Regions from separate parts of the Anas platyrhynchos genome. Here region 1 is linked to region 2. Evidence: chromatin contacts called from public Hi-C data. All regions are on one chromosome and are shown on one strand. The core of a region is the stretch at or near the end of the contact, and the rest is flanking DNA. Distances in the headings are between cores, read along the strand shown.

What was found. Hi-C and Micro-C count contacts between places; a contact is called where the count stands out from the background.
Region 1: a Hi-C map of liver shows a contact between it and region 2, with 4 times the contacts expected there. The contact joins the enhancer-like site here to the promoter of TMEM39B in region 2. A contact is called at or near these places in 4 of 8 Hi-C or Micro-C datasets (F1 follicle, liver, skeletal muscle and 1 more).

Annotation. Positions count from the first base shown.
Region 1 is chr24:1,269,738-1,276,332 of IASCAAS_PekinDuck_T2T, reverse strand. The region is part of intron 1 of ADGRB2 (adhesion G protein-coupled receptor B2); the gene reads right to left. Among named protein-coding and RNA genes, the nearest start is that of ADGRB2, 13 kb to the right of the region's middle. Within about 2 kb of position 2,017, at least 2 of the 8 cell types and tissues checked have an H3K27ac peak or open chromatin away from gene starts, as enhancers often do. A contact at or near this core is called in F1 follicle, where this site is marked.
Region 2 is chr24:1,212,177-1,218,847 of IASCAAS_PekinDuck_T2T, reverse strand. TMEM39B (transmembrane protein 39B) reads left to right here and starts at 5,275. Exons shown (of 9, transcript XM_038167396.2): 1 at 5,275-5,398. It overlaps KHDRBS1 (KH RNA binding domain containing, signal transduction associated 1), which reads left to right. Exons shown (of 11, transcript XM_072027499.1): 10 at 1,412-1,473; 11 at 2,769-4,882.

The DNA.
Region 1 (6,595 bases), core at 768-3,267, 61 kb before region 2:
CCGCTCCTCTCCCACCCCGCAGGCTGCTGCGGAGCACCAGGAGAAACCCCAAACCCCAGCCTGAGCTCCCTGCCACCTGCACGGGTGGAAAAAGGGGAAAAAGGAGGAAAAAACGCACGCAGCCCGAGCTGAAGTGCACCAGATTTGGCGACGTGAAGCCCAGCACAGCTCAGGGGGAGCACGGCACAGGGCAGCGGTGCTCAGCCACGCTCCCCCGAGCCCCCCCGAGAGCCTTCTGCAGGGCAGCGCAGCGCTTGCACGGTGCAGGCACCCCTATTAACCTAATTAATTACAACAGGGGCCTGCGGATTGCCTCATTATGAATGTGCTTCGTTTTGATTTCCCTTCTAATTAATTTGTATTATTTACACACAGCACCAGCTGGCCGGGCAGGACTCAGAGCAAACGGCTCCTGGGCGTTAAGGGCTGGTACCGGGGGAAGGGGATGGAAACCTGGGGACAAACCCCACAGCCCCAGGGGCAGGATGGATCCCATGGGGTTGTAGGAAATGGGGAAAAAAAACCTGCTTTGGGGGCTTTTTGCCCTGCAGAGGACACGGGCAGCAAGCCCACCACCAAACCACAAGGGTCACCACCCCACGGGGTCGTGCCTGGAGACCCCAAAGGCCGTGCCCCTGCCCCAAGGGTCCCCAAGGGGACGTGGTGGTGCCATGGGGACCCCAGAGGGAGCCCGGTGGCCGGGCCTCACTAGAGGGCAGCAAAATGCTGCCGTTCCCAGGGCTGGTGGCACGGGGCCACCGCTGTGACCAGCCACAGACTCCTTGGGGTCCCCCCACCCTTGTCCCCCACCACTCGGGCACGGATCTCCCCATCACCACAGCCTCCAGTGCCCAGGAGCTGCCACCCCCCACTTGGGGTCCCTGGCAACCTTTTGGGGTGCTCAGGAGAGGCTGGGATGGGGGCACCCTGCCTGCAATGGGAGCATTTTCTTGGTTGGGGGGTGCTGGTGCTGAAGGTGGCCGAGGAGGGACAGGTAGAGGCCAGCTGGGCGCCAGCAGCACTTTTTTGGGGGCTCAAACACGGGGTTGCTGCAGCCCTGGGCACCCCCAGCACCCTGCGCCACGGCCCCCCCAGCACCGGAGTGGTTTTGGGGTGCCCAGGAGCACCCGGGGAGCCCTGCCTTTTTTTCCACCCCCCCAAACCTTTCACCAAAATGCAACCCTGAGCGCGACGAAGGGCAGCAGAGTGTGCCCGGTGGCAGAGCTCAGCCCTGCGGGGCTGCGTGGTACCACCGAGCTCAGCAAAACCCAAAAAACCCTGCTCTGCTGCCTCTGCGCTAAAACCATCAGCAAAAAAACCCTGCTAAAAGCCCGAGCCTTCACCCTGTGCCCGTGCCAGCTGCAATTAGGACTGCAACCCCTTCCTCTCGTGGCCAAATGGGTACAGGAGGTGCCTTTGCAGGAAAGCTGCAGGCTGCACCTCGTTAAGTGCACCGGATTTTCCTGGCCTCCTGGGGGACCGCTCAGAGCTTCGCTGCCAAAAGCAGAGTGACCCGAGCACATCCTGCACCAGGCGGCCACGGCGCCGCTCCCCATCCCAGCTCGCCATCGATTCCCTGTTTTGGCCACCCCTGGCGTGCTCCAAGCCCTGCCTGGTGCTAGGACAATGCCAGGGCTGAGCTTTTATCCATCCCGAGCTGGCAGAGGCAGGGGTTCAGCAACACAAGGAGCCAGCCCGGGTCACCAGGAGCTCCCCACGGCACGGCACGGGGGCTGTGCCAGGCAGGGGCCATCCTGTGCCCGATGCTGCAGCCTCTGCTTGGAGAGCAGCTCCTGTTCTTAGGGTTTCTCCTCCTGTATCACCAAATCCAGGGGAGTTACGAGCCCATCGCTCTGGTCAGAGATCGTTTTTTCCCTCCCCAAGTGATCGCTCATTGTGGAACTGGCTCTAAATGAGCAGATGGAGCCAATTCTGAGCGCACACATCGCCCCGGCTCGGCTGCGACTCGAGGCTGACCACAGCTAAAAATAAGGCGCCGCTGCTGGGGCTGAGCAGCAATTTGCAGCCCTTGTGGTCGGTGGCAAGAGCTGCTGCTTGGGAAGGCCGGGAACGAAGCACAGCCCCTTCCCGAGCACTCAGGCGGCCTCACCCTGCCTTCCCCCGGCCGATGCCAAACGCCCTTCGCTGCTCCAAGAGCACCAGAGGGATTTTACTGCCGGAGCTCGGAAGCAGGGGCAGGCTCAGCCCCTGATGTGCACGGTGGGTTTTACCGACAGATGCTGCAAACTCAGCGCCAGCCCCTCTCCAGGATCTGCAGCTGCAGGCTCCGAAAGTCCCAGCGTGGGTTGGCCACCGGTCATGTCCCCAGGTGGTATGTGAGCTCTGGTCACCTCCTGCGCTCCGGTCACCTCCTGTGCTCTTGTCACCTCCTGCTCCATCACAGCTCCCTCCGATGGGAGCCTCCAGCACACGAGCACGAGCCTCCTGGCTGCGCCCACACGGCAAAGCCAGCTCCAGAGAAACCTCTTCAAAGTCCGCCTTTAAAGCCAAGGGAGTAAAAACCACACAAGATTATCACTATTATTTGTTTGTTAACCTTCGGATTTACTCAAGGCCTATGTTTGCGACGTGTTATTGCTATTAATCTCTATTATTTACTTCTAACATTTATTAAGTGGCCTTCCTGCGGGCTGGGGCACATGCTTCGCATTTCTCGGAGCAGAAACCAACGCTTGGATGTGAAACGTTCACAACCTGGCTGCCGGGAGCCTTTTTACAGCCCCTCCGAGCAGGAGGGGCGAGGGAGGAGGTGCCCAGCCCACGAGGTCCCACCAGGGCCCCCACTGGGGTGGCACAGACGGAGCCCACAGGTTTTTGAGCCCCTGGGGAGAGGCGAGCAGAGGATCTGAAGGAGCTCCAGGTACAGCAACGCCCTCCTGGAGCCGGCCGATGCCTAGGAGCTCGCTCGGAGCAGCTCTCCTGCAGCACAGCCATCACCCACCAGGCTGCTGGCTGCCTGCGAGGCTGTGCTCAGCAATCACACAGCTTTCATGCCAGCCACCAGCACGGTCCCCATGATTATCGCCCGCGAGCTGCTCTGCCTCCCTGCACCTTCCCTCGCCGAGCACGCGACTCGACACGACTTTGTTCTGCAGAGAGCCGCAGCTACGGCCGGGCACTGCTGCTGCCTTTGAGGACACCTCCTCTGCACGCCCTCACCGTGCTCCGACAAAAGGTAAACCCCACGACCTCAGCTCCTCTTCCCAGTAACGAGAGGAAAACGAACATCCTCTGAGCTCCAAACATCCTCTGAGCACCAAACATCCTCTGAGCGGGAGCACGAGGCCAGAGCGCTCTTCAGATCTGTTACCAGAGACATTTCTGAGCGTGAGCATCCAATTAAAAATCTCTCTCCACCTTCCCCAAACCTTTTTTATCCCCCCACATCGATGTGGCCGGCAGCAGAAAATCATTTTTGGCCTGAAATCCTTCCCAGCACAGGGGGAGCAGCCGGGCAGCTCCCACGCAAACCACGCCGCCCTCTCATTAGCGGCACAAACGGCCCCGTGGCGCACGAGGGGGCTGTTTAATGAAGGCACTCGCTGTAAACAGGAGGAACGAGAGCCTCACCTGGCTACCCAGGCCGTGCTTGTTGTTTTTAGTGAGCTGGCAGGGTCAGGAATTAACGCTTCGTGCCTCATCCTGGCTCACGCTCTCGGCCCCAGCGGAGCGCTGCACCTAACGAGCGGCCGACCCGCGGTTACCTCGACGCTGCCTTCAAAGCTGGCTCTCCCGGGATGATGACAGCTTGGGGAAAGGCATAGGAAAAAAAAAAAAAAAAAACAAAACATCACTCTGCTAAATTATGAGGCTGTCGGAGGAGAATTCCAGGCGCAGGGAAACCTCGCGTTGCGTAAGAGCGGCCAGAGGCACGAGGCAGGTTGAGCTGCTGGGGCTGCACGGCCCCATGGAGGGGTTCCCCCAGCACCTCGGGGTGCCCTAATTACACTGCAAAGGGACCCCCTGTGGGGGTCCCGAATAAATGCAGCCACCCCGTTCTGCCCTGCCTGCTGCACCAGAAAGCGTCTGAGCTGATGCAGATGTTCTGGCTGGTGGAATCCTGGGCTCCTTGGAGCTGGATTTTTGCGCTTTCTGTGCATTTCCCTAGCAGAAGGCAGAGGACAAGGGCAGGGCAGCGGCGCTGAAACCACTCAGCTCGCTGGATCTTTATCACTGGCAATGAACAGAGAGGCTGCGGCTTCGTCTCAGAGCCTGGCTGAGGCACCAGCCAGCAGAAAAATCCCCCCTCCACCTCCCAAGCAGCAGCAGCAAAGCCCTCGGGCTCCGCGTGCCAGCCCCTCCTGCGCCTACCAGCACCCGAGGAGCTCGGCAGCCCCGCAGCAGCACGGAGCAGAGCCAGCACGGCTCAGGGTGAGCCAGCAGAGCTGTGGCAGCTTTAACGAGGCCCTGCTAATTCAGAGGGATGGGAAGAGCGAGCAGAGGTCAGCGGCTGCCTGCAGACTGCCCCGCTCATTTGCTGCAGGTCGCTGTCGGGAAGCCACCGGCGGGGGGACCGCAGCTTTGCTGCGTGTCTGGGTTCACAAACCGCAGCCGTGACCCCAAACGATGGCTGCTGGTGAGGGATTTGTCCAGCAAAACCCCATCAGCCCAAACGGCAGAGGGCTGGGAGTGAGCAGGAGGCTGTTATGGGGCTGCCATGTCCTCGTTCCCCTGCCTGCAGCGGGCTAAGCCAGGTTAATCCACAGCGTGGAAAAAGAGAGGGGTTAAACAGCAGTGGCCCGAGCTGCGGCACTCTTCCAAGGTAGATCCAAGCAATCCATCACAGCACAACCCTCCTGCGCAGACCACACGGATTGTCATAATCCAATTACCCCCCTCTTCCCTGCGCCCGTGCATCAAAAGCAACCGACGAGGCCGACGGTTTGCCAAAAAGAAAAACCCACCAGGAAGGGCACTTCTCACGTCCTGGAGCTACGGCCTCGCGCAGCTGCGTGCCCAAGCTCTGCTGCCTAATTACCAACCATTTCATGCTCCGAAAGTTAATATTTCAACCAGAAGGACCAGAGGCTGCCTCGCACTGGCGGCCAGCTTCCCTGGCTGCTGGGGAGCCTGCCCGAGGCAACAAACCCCGGCTCACCCCAGCCCTACAGACACAGCTCCACGGGCAGCCAGGGACCCAAGGAGGAGGAATCACCCTGCCCGGGGTTACTGCAGCCACCCCAGGGACGTACGAGGTGCCCCCGAGAGCCCCAGAGCAGTGTTTTGGGTCCCTGGGGCAGCATCGCCTCCTCCCTCGCTGCTGCTGCTGCTGCTGGTGCCATCCTGCACGGTTAAAGGGGAGCCCCGGGGGGAATTTCCTCCTGGGGAGGCTCGGAGCAGGCGGCTGCAGCAGATTGCAGGGAGCAGCAGGAGCCGAGGCAGCTGGCACAGGATGGCCAGGGCTGCCCGGATCCACCCCGCATCTGGAGGAGGTCGCCCAGCTGGGTGCTGTGCTGGGCCAGCTCCCAGGGCTTCGAGCCTTTTACAGGGGGAAGGACTCCAAAAACATCGCTGCCAGCCCGGCCCCGCGTCGCAGCAGATGTTAATGAGAGAGAAAAATACGGGATGGAAACCTAAAGGGACACAGGGAAATCTACAGGATGCCTCCGCCTGCATCCAGCAGCACCAAAGCCCAGCCCCATGCAAGCTTCTGGGGCTTTTGGTCGCTGCTTCCCACCTCCAGACAGCCTCAACCTGCCACAGTCCGGCACCCAAACCCCCCCTGCACTGAGAGGCATCCTCCTAAGGTCAGCGCCCTGGAAAAGTTCCCCTTTCAAGGTGACTTCTCAAGCTGTTGCGAGCAAACATCTGCAGGATTTTCCCTTGTAATAACAATAATCCTGCGGAGATTTGCCTAATCTCCCAGTGACTCACTCACCGGCCCGGATCCCCTGCCCTAATTACGGCACCGCTCCTCAGCCTCTTGCTCATCACAGCCACACTTCACGTCGGACCATTGCAGCCTCTTTTGCTGCTTCTCCAGGCCTGGAAATGATCTCTCCATCCTCCTCATACCTCCCAAAAACCCAACAGGCACACCGCATCCTCTCGCCGGGCTGGTTCCTGCAGAGCTGGGCTCTCCACGGGGCTCCCTGGCTGCTGGACCGCAGCGGCGTGGGGAAGCTGCCCCTCTGCTGCTTTATTTTGCCTCTGGTGGCATCGGGATCGCCCTTCTCACGCAGGAACCAGCACCTGGAAACCTTCTGATCTACCTGGGGCCTCGGGCAGACTCGGATGAACCATCACGAGGCACAGGGTTCTTTTATCAGCCCTCCAAATCCCTTCTCCATTAGTTCCTAATCCCCTCTGGGAAGGGACCGGTGCCTTTCCCTCTCCCCTCCGCTTCTCTCCGCCGTGGATCATCTCACCGCAAGCCACCGAGTCCTCCAAGTGCTTCAAACCCCAGCAAATCCTTCACCATGGTAACTCAGCCAGCGCCTCGCGGCCCCGGATCTCAGGTGATTCGTGAATCCTCCTGCTAGGGGCAACTGGCTCTGCCTCGGGCACCTTCTGCAGGAGCAGAAAGCGCCGCTGATGAAGCTGTCTTCAAGGCAGGAGATGAATGCTGAACGGG
Region 2 (6,671 bases), core at 4,026-6,525:
TTTTTTCAAATAATTTTAAATTAATGCTAAAGCTAATTGTCTTTTTAAAATATGGAGACATTCTAAAAATGGTGTTTTTTTGCAATTCTTACAAAAAGTTTATGGAGCTCACTAAATGAGCGTAATTAAAAAAAAAAAAAAGAAAAGAGGAAAAGACAAGAAAACTTGTTTTTCACCCCCTGGAAGTTCTTGTAAGCAGTTTGATCCTAGATTATTGCAGAAATCTGGCTGGAAAGCGTTCACTGAATTAAAGATCGAGGTTTCAGGTGGCCTCACGGAGCATGCCAGGCTCCAGGCTGAGTCTGAAATGGCTGGTGTAAATGTAAGGTGACAAAACGAAGGCTGAGAGCTCCGAGGCTTAGCTGCCACCAGGAGGAGGAGGAAGCTTGCTTTTTGCTCACGTAAACTCCCCTATCCCACTGGGCTGGGATGCTGCCCTTCCTGCCTTAACTTGGAAAGCCACTTGCAAACGTTGCCCCTCTTTGGGAAGGGTGCTGCAGCTGCTCCTCAAATCCTTCTGGGTGTGTTATGTATTTGTGTACACATCAGCTGTAATTTTAAACTGCTTAGAGATGTGGGAAGCAGTTTGCATTTCCCAGTTGCGAGGTGAATCTGGCACTCTAGGGGGAGAGACTTAAACTGCTCGGGGGTGAAAAATAGAGCAGCAGGAAACAAACTGCTCGCAGCAGTGCATGACTGAGGGGAATACTTTAAAACAAAAAGTTGTATTTGTAGATTGTTATTAAAGTGCAAATAACCGAATTTTCAACAATGGTTTGGAGTCAGCTTTCAGGGCATAATGTCTTGCTTGATGAAAAGATCACCCTATGCCCCCCTTTTAAAGGAAAATTATCGCAGGAGAATCAGGATGTGTAAAGCTAACATGCATCGCAAAACCCAAAAGGTAACCTAAATGTCTGATTTTAATAGCACATTTCTCTTTTACATAAACTGTGACGGCAACTTGCATAAACTTTATTGAAACAGTTCTTCAAATGTTAATTTTAATGTAAAAATTTGAAAAAAAAATATGTTTAAAATAAACATTTAAAAAAAAACAACAACCACATGCTTCTGCATAAATTAGCGATAACTTTAATACTGTGCCCTTTGAAAATGCACCGTAATGTAATGTGGGCAAAAAGGAATCGGCAAGCTTAAATACCAAAAGATGTAAAATGAGAACGAATATAGATAGTCCTGCTACTGCCAAAACCAAAATTCTGCTCAGTTATTTAAAAATGTAAAAAAATGATGGCCCTTTTTAGACCCCCGTATTGATACTTACTGTGACATGTTCCAAGCTCAGCTTAAGTTGCATGTTTTCCTTCCTGTGTAATTGCATGCAGGAATCTTTTCTTTTTGCTGTGTGCTTACGGTGAGGAGGCTCACAAATGTCTTCAATTTGCAGGAGTCAAGAGTGCATCGCTGCGACTCGCTGGGGGGACGCTGAGCAGGGGCAACACGCAGTGGGTGAGTTTCTCTGTTTATTTTTGCAGCCCCGCTGCAAGCTGCTAACATGTTCTGTGGGGGCGGCGGGGGCGGCACCATCTGAGCTGCTAAATCGGAGCCATTCCTCGCAGACCCACAAATAAAATTCCTCTCGAGAAAGGCCGGTTCCATGACTGCCGCTCGTGCAGGGGTCACGGTGAGGGGGAGGCTTCAGTTGTGCACCTGCTTGCAGCTCTCCCACCGGGGTCCTGCGGAGAAGGAGGTTTTAAGTGGATTTGGGGAGAGGGGGAAACGTGGTGAGATGTATTTCTGGGAGCTGCTTCCCAACTGAGCTGCTGGCTTCCGTCTGAATGCTCTCAGCAGCAAGGTGGCGTTAAATTTGTTGTAACCTGTGAAACAGAGCAGCCCAGGGAACGGTTCAGGAGGAATTCCTGCAGGACCCTATAACACGTTAAATTTATGCACTGCAGGTAGCCCAATTAAACCTTGCTACTGCTGCCCCTTCCACGCTGCCGTGGCACAATCTGAAATGTGATCTGGCTGCTGTTCAACAGCTTTTAGTCCAGTATAGTAGAAAACTGCTGGGCTGGTGGTCCTCCATGCCTCATCAGGATACATCCAGCTCAGAGTGGGCACCCTGAGCCCTCGGTGGGGTGAGGAACCCCCCAGCACCTTTGGGAGCCGGTGCAGGTCAGCACCCGTGGTGGCTGGGCTCCCTCTGGTGGCTGCTGTGGCTGCAGTGAGTAAATAACTCAATAAATGCATGCACACAAACCCAGTGGTGATTTTTGGGGAGCCAGACCCCCAGCATCACCCATCGGAGCAGTGACCTTGTGCTGCCAGGACACGGCTCCCTGCAGCCCCAAGGCAGCAGCCCCAAGCGTTTCCTTTGGGGACAACCGATCCGTTTCCCTACAGATCACTGCGAGTCTGAGCTCCATAAATAAAAGAACAAAGGCACCAACCTTTGTGCTGCTGAAGTCTGATGACTTCAAAGACCACCGTGAGAAGCCCTGAGCGTAGGGTATAAGGACGAAAGTCTTTTTTTTTATATGGAAATGTAAAGCTGCCAAATGAGCTTCTCTTAAGATTATTAGGATCAAGGAAATGGTGATATGTGGGAATGTTACAAGGGGGTGCAATTATCCTCAATTCTTGGACTTTAACTTGAAAATTGCTCCATAATTTTGTTAGGGGAAATCATAACGTGTCTGAATTTCTATGACCTGTTTGTGCAATGCGTCTTCACTCACAATGTAACTCCAGCATCGATTTATATAGTGTTGTACCAATCTCTCCCATTTCTTTCTTAATAGGCACAGCTTTTATATCAAGTGGAAAAGATTTGATAGAGATCATCTGTTATGATGCAGTTTTTTACCAGTAGACGTGGATCTTGTGACACTGCCTTTGGAGTAATACAGTTTGTGTTGCATTCGTTGCATGTTTATGTGAAAAATTGAATGTTATGGAGGAATGTAAATCATAATATATTGAAAATAACTGTATGTGCTAAAAATATTTCAAAAACATGCCCTGCATCAGATATCTTCCTCCCTCTCAAAGCATTTCTACATCCAGATTTTAGCCTAGAGTCTGCAAAAGCTAATTTGAGATCCCAAAATAGCCATCAGCATCGGATGTGTCTCTCAGAGATGCTCTAATTAGCCAGACATTCCGGGGGTGCTGCAGGACTCACTGCAATACGTGAGGGGTAAGAGATTCCTCCGAGAGCTGAAGTCTGAGTCGCCCACACAACCTCCCTGTACGCTGACACCGCCACTGGAGGGGGCATTCAGCTGGCTGCGGGCAGACAAGTGCAGGTGAGCTTTAGTCTCCTGCTTTGCCCAAAGATCTAATCCACCTCTCGTTATTTGTAGGATGGTGGTAAAGGCCATAAACAATAAAAATACAGTACAGTGAGATGTACGATGCAGGCACGTCTCCTCCTCCATGGAAGTATTTCCCAGCAGTGCTGCAGAGCACTCCCTGCTTCATACTATGCCCGTTCCTTACCCCTAGTTTCAAGTTGATATTTAAATTCTTAAATAAAGCAAATGACGACGAGCTTTATTTTATAACTTTCTATTTTTTAACGTAAAGCACCGTGTTTTCAGTAAGGCTGAAAACCTGCCTTGATGTGGCCCTCTGCGAACATCCAAATTTGGCAAGTTGGGTCCAGCTTGGATGTCGGAGCCCAGCTGGATTCCCTGTTTGGCTGTTAGAGCAGCTGATTCTTTTTGTACGGAATGAGTTTTTAATTCTGAACGAGAGCATCTGCCGCGGACAGAGCCAAGAAAAACAATTTAGACGTGCACATCTTCCCTTCCTCACCCCACACCGCTGCTCTCCTAAGGAGCACGTGGGCAGAGGGCGATCCCTGCAGCCTGTGCCAAACCTTCTGAGCAGCCCTAAAGGAAACGGGACCAGCTGTGCCCTGGCTGCTGGGAGAACAGGAGGCGCTGCTCACACGGCTCCTCTCTGGGCTGCGAGGAGCCGAGTACATATGGTGCTTCTGGGGAGCAAGGCGAGGCTGAGGGAAATCCCGCTTTAATTGATAAAGCCGGAACATCCCGAAGGAGATGTTGGATACGAGCCCCACTTGTAAGCTTTGAGGGGGAGGAATTTCTGCAGGCTAGCTGGGGCCCGTGGGGAGCTGCCATCTCAAATGTAGATATTATTCCTCTTTGCTGCTCGGGAAGCTCGGTTCTGTGAGCGCAGTGCTGAAACCTTTGCTGCTGCTGCTCAGTTGAGCCTTCCACTGCTGCCACGTGTTTCAATCGAGATGTTTGCCTCCACTCTGCTCCTTTTGCAAAGCGGGATGGAGCTCGGAGGAGCTGGTGTCAGAGACAATAAAGGAGCACGGTTAAGATGCCGTTGCCTTTCCTGTGGCTGGGAAGCAGGGAAGGGCCAGAATTCACTGGGAGCACTGGCGAGCACCAGGACCTCCTTCAGCTGCCCCAAAAGCAGCGTGGGGGCTGCGATGCTGGTTTCCAACAGAGCGGTGGCACTGATGCATCCTGCCTGATGGCATTGTGGCTCCGAACACGAGGCTGCACCCAGGATCCGCATGCCGTGGGGTTTGATGGCTCTGCACAGCACAGGTCCCAAACCCAGTAAGGAACAGAAGACGAGTCCTGAAAGTTCACTGCCTTCAGCAGCGGCTCTGCCTCCAGCCTAGGCAGGGGTGGCTGTCCCCATTGTGTAACGCTCCATCTGCACTGAGGCACCGAACGCCCACGAGCGGAGGAATTCGATGAACAACACAGCGAGCGGCGGGTGGAGATGGTGAAGACTGATCAAGGTGAATCACGGCGTTAAAATAACTCGCAGGGGAAAGCGGCGCGCTCAGGGCTGCCATTTAGCAAGAAGCCTTGAGCAGGTGTTGGAAACGATTACTCATCCCTTACAATAAAGGCCTAACGCTGGCTTTTTTGCCTTTTTTTTTTTTTTTTTTTGGTGTCGGGCTGGAGGTGCGGAGTGGGGCTCAGCCCCCGGGGTGATGCTATGGGGGGGGGGGGGGGGGCACGGGGTGCTCGCATCCCCCCAGCAGAGCCTTGCTGGGCTGTGCACTCTGAGAACTGGGAGGAAAAAAGGAGCAGGCAGTCACCAGCCCCCCTATACGAGCAACCGGGGCTGGGGGCAGCGGCAGCTGCGGGGGGGACCCCGATGGGGGGACGGGGGGATGGGGGGGGCTCGAAGCGGCGGCGGCGGGACTCGAACCCGCGGTCGGGAGCGAGGGGGCGGGGCTGGGACCGCGAGGGGCGTGGTTATGTAAATGAGGGGGCGGGGCTGCGTGTGGATGGTGCTGTGTTGTATACAGAGGGGGCGTGGCTACGTGCCGAGGGGGCGTGGTTATCGCGGTGCCGGAGGTTTGTCCGCTGCCGGCCGCCGTCGCCCCCCGCCATATTGCGCCCGGCGCTGGCGGAGCGGCGGCCGGAGATGGGTGAGGGCGGCGGGGAGGGGGCGGGGGCGGCACCGGCACCGGGAGGGACGGAGGGGACCGGGGGGGGGGGAGCCGGAGGGGCCGGGACGGGAGCGGCTGAGCCGGGGCGGGGCCCTCCGTGAGGCGCAGGCGGCCCCGCCCCGCCCCGCCGCGCTGAGGGGGCGGCTCCCGGCCGAGGCCTGCAGCGGGCCCCGGGGCCGCCCCCCGGCTCCACAGGGCCCCGGGACCCCCCCCGAGCCCCCCCGGTGTCCCCTCAGGAGCCCCCCCCGGGCCGCCCCCAGCCCCAGGCCGCGTCCCCCAGCTCCCGAGGGGCCCCCCGGGACCCTCCCGGGCCCCCCGACCCCCCCTTTCCCCTGAGCCCCCCCCGGCCCCGCTCCTGTGGTGCCCCGAGACCCCCCCAGGCCCCTCCTTGTGCCCTGGGGCCCCTCAGTGCAGCCCCCCCCCAGCTCCCTGAGCCCCCCCCCAGCTCCCTGCCACGTCCCGGGGCTTCTCCCCCTCGGTGCTCCCCCGCCGGGGGGTGCCCGCCTCAGGGTGTCTCTGATTTCCCCGGGTCTTTCCTCGCCGCCCCTCCTCGTCCAGGACCAGGGCAGTTTGCTGGGGGTGTCTGAGCCCGGTGTGAGCCTTGCAATTGGTTTGAGAGCGGTGCCTGAGCCTGCAGTGAGTTTTCTTGCTTCCAGTTAATTGCAGACTGGAGAAAAATAGGCAGAAAAATAAATTACAAACATTTGGTGTGACCTGATCTGAGTTTTGTCACGGCTCAGAGCCCGCTTCTGGCGGAATGCTGTGTTCTCACCCCATTCTCTCCTTAAGTTGTGTATCTTAATTGTATAGGTTTAAGTTTCATGGTTTAAACAGGACGCAGAGGAGGTTTTTAAGCCCTGGGATTATTGATGTTGTTTGCTCCGTGGCAAGGAAGCCCTAGGAAAGCTGACTTCAGGCTAGCGTCCCGCTGGGCCCTGCACCATGCAGACATCCCCTAAAAACTCTCCAGGTGCCTTTTCCCCATCCCAAAAGGGCTCAAAAAGGAAAAAGCCAATGGTGTGCCTTTAAAACAGCTGCGAGCATTTGGGGCAAAAGGGGGCCGAGGTAATACCCCTGACTTATTGAGCCCTTTGGGCAAATTGTGTAACGTCTCTGTGAGCGCCTTGCTCTGCCGGGGGAGCAGGGATCAGATTCAATTCCTTGCGAGCTGCCTTGGGTTGGGGGGGAGGCACGAAAAGCTTCCTCCTGCCCCCTTGCAGCCTGCAAGCTGCTGCACGCCCGAGAGCGTCGG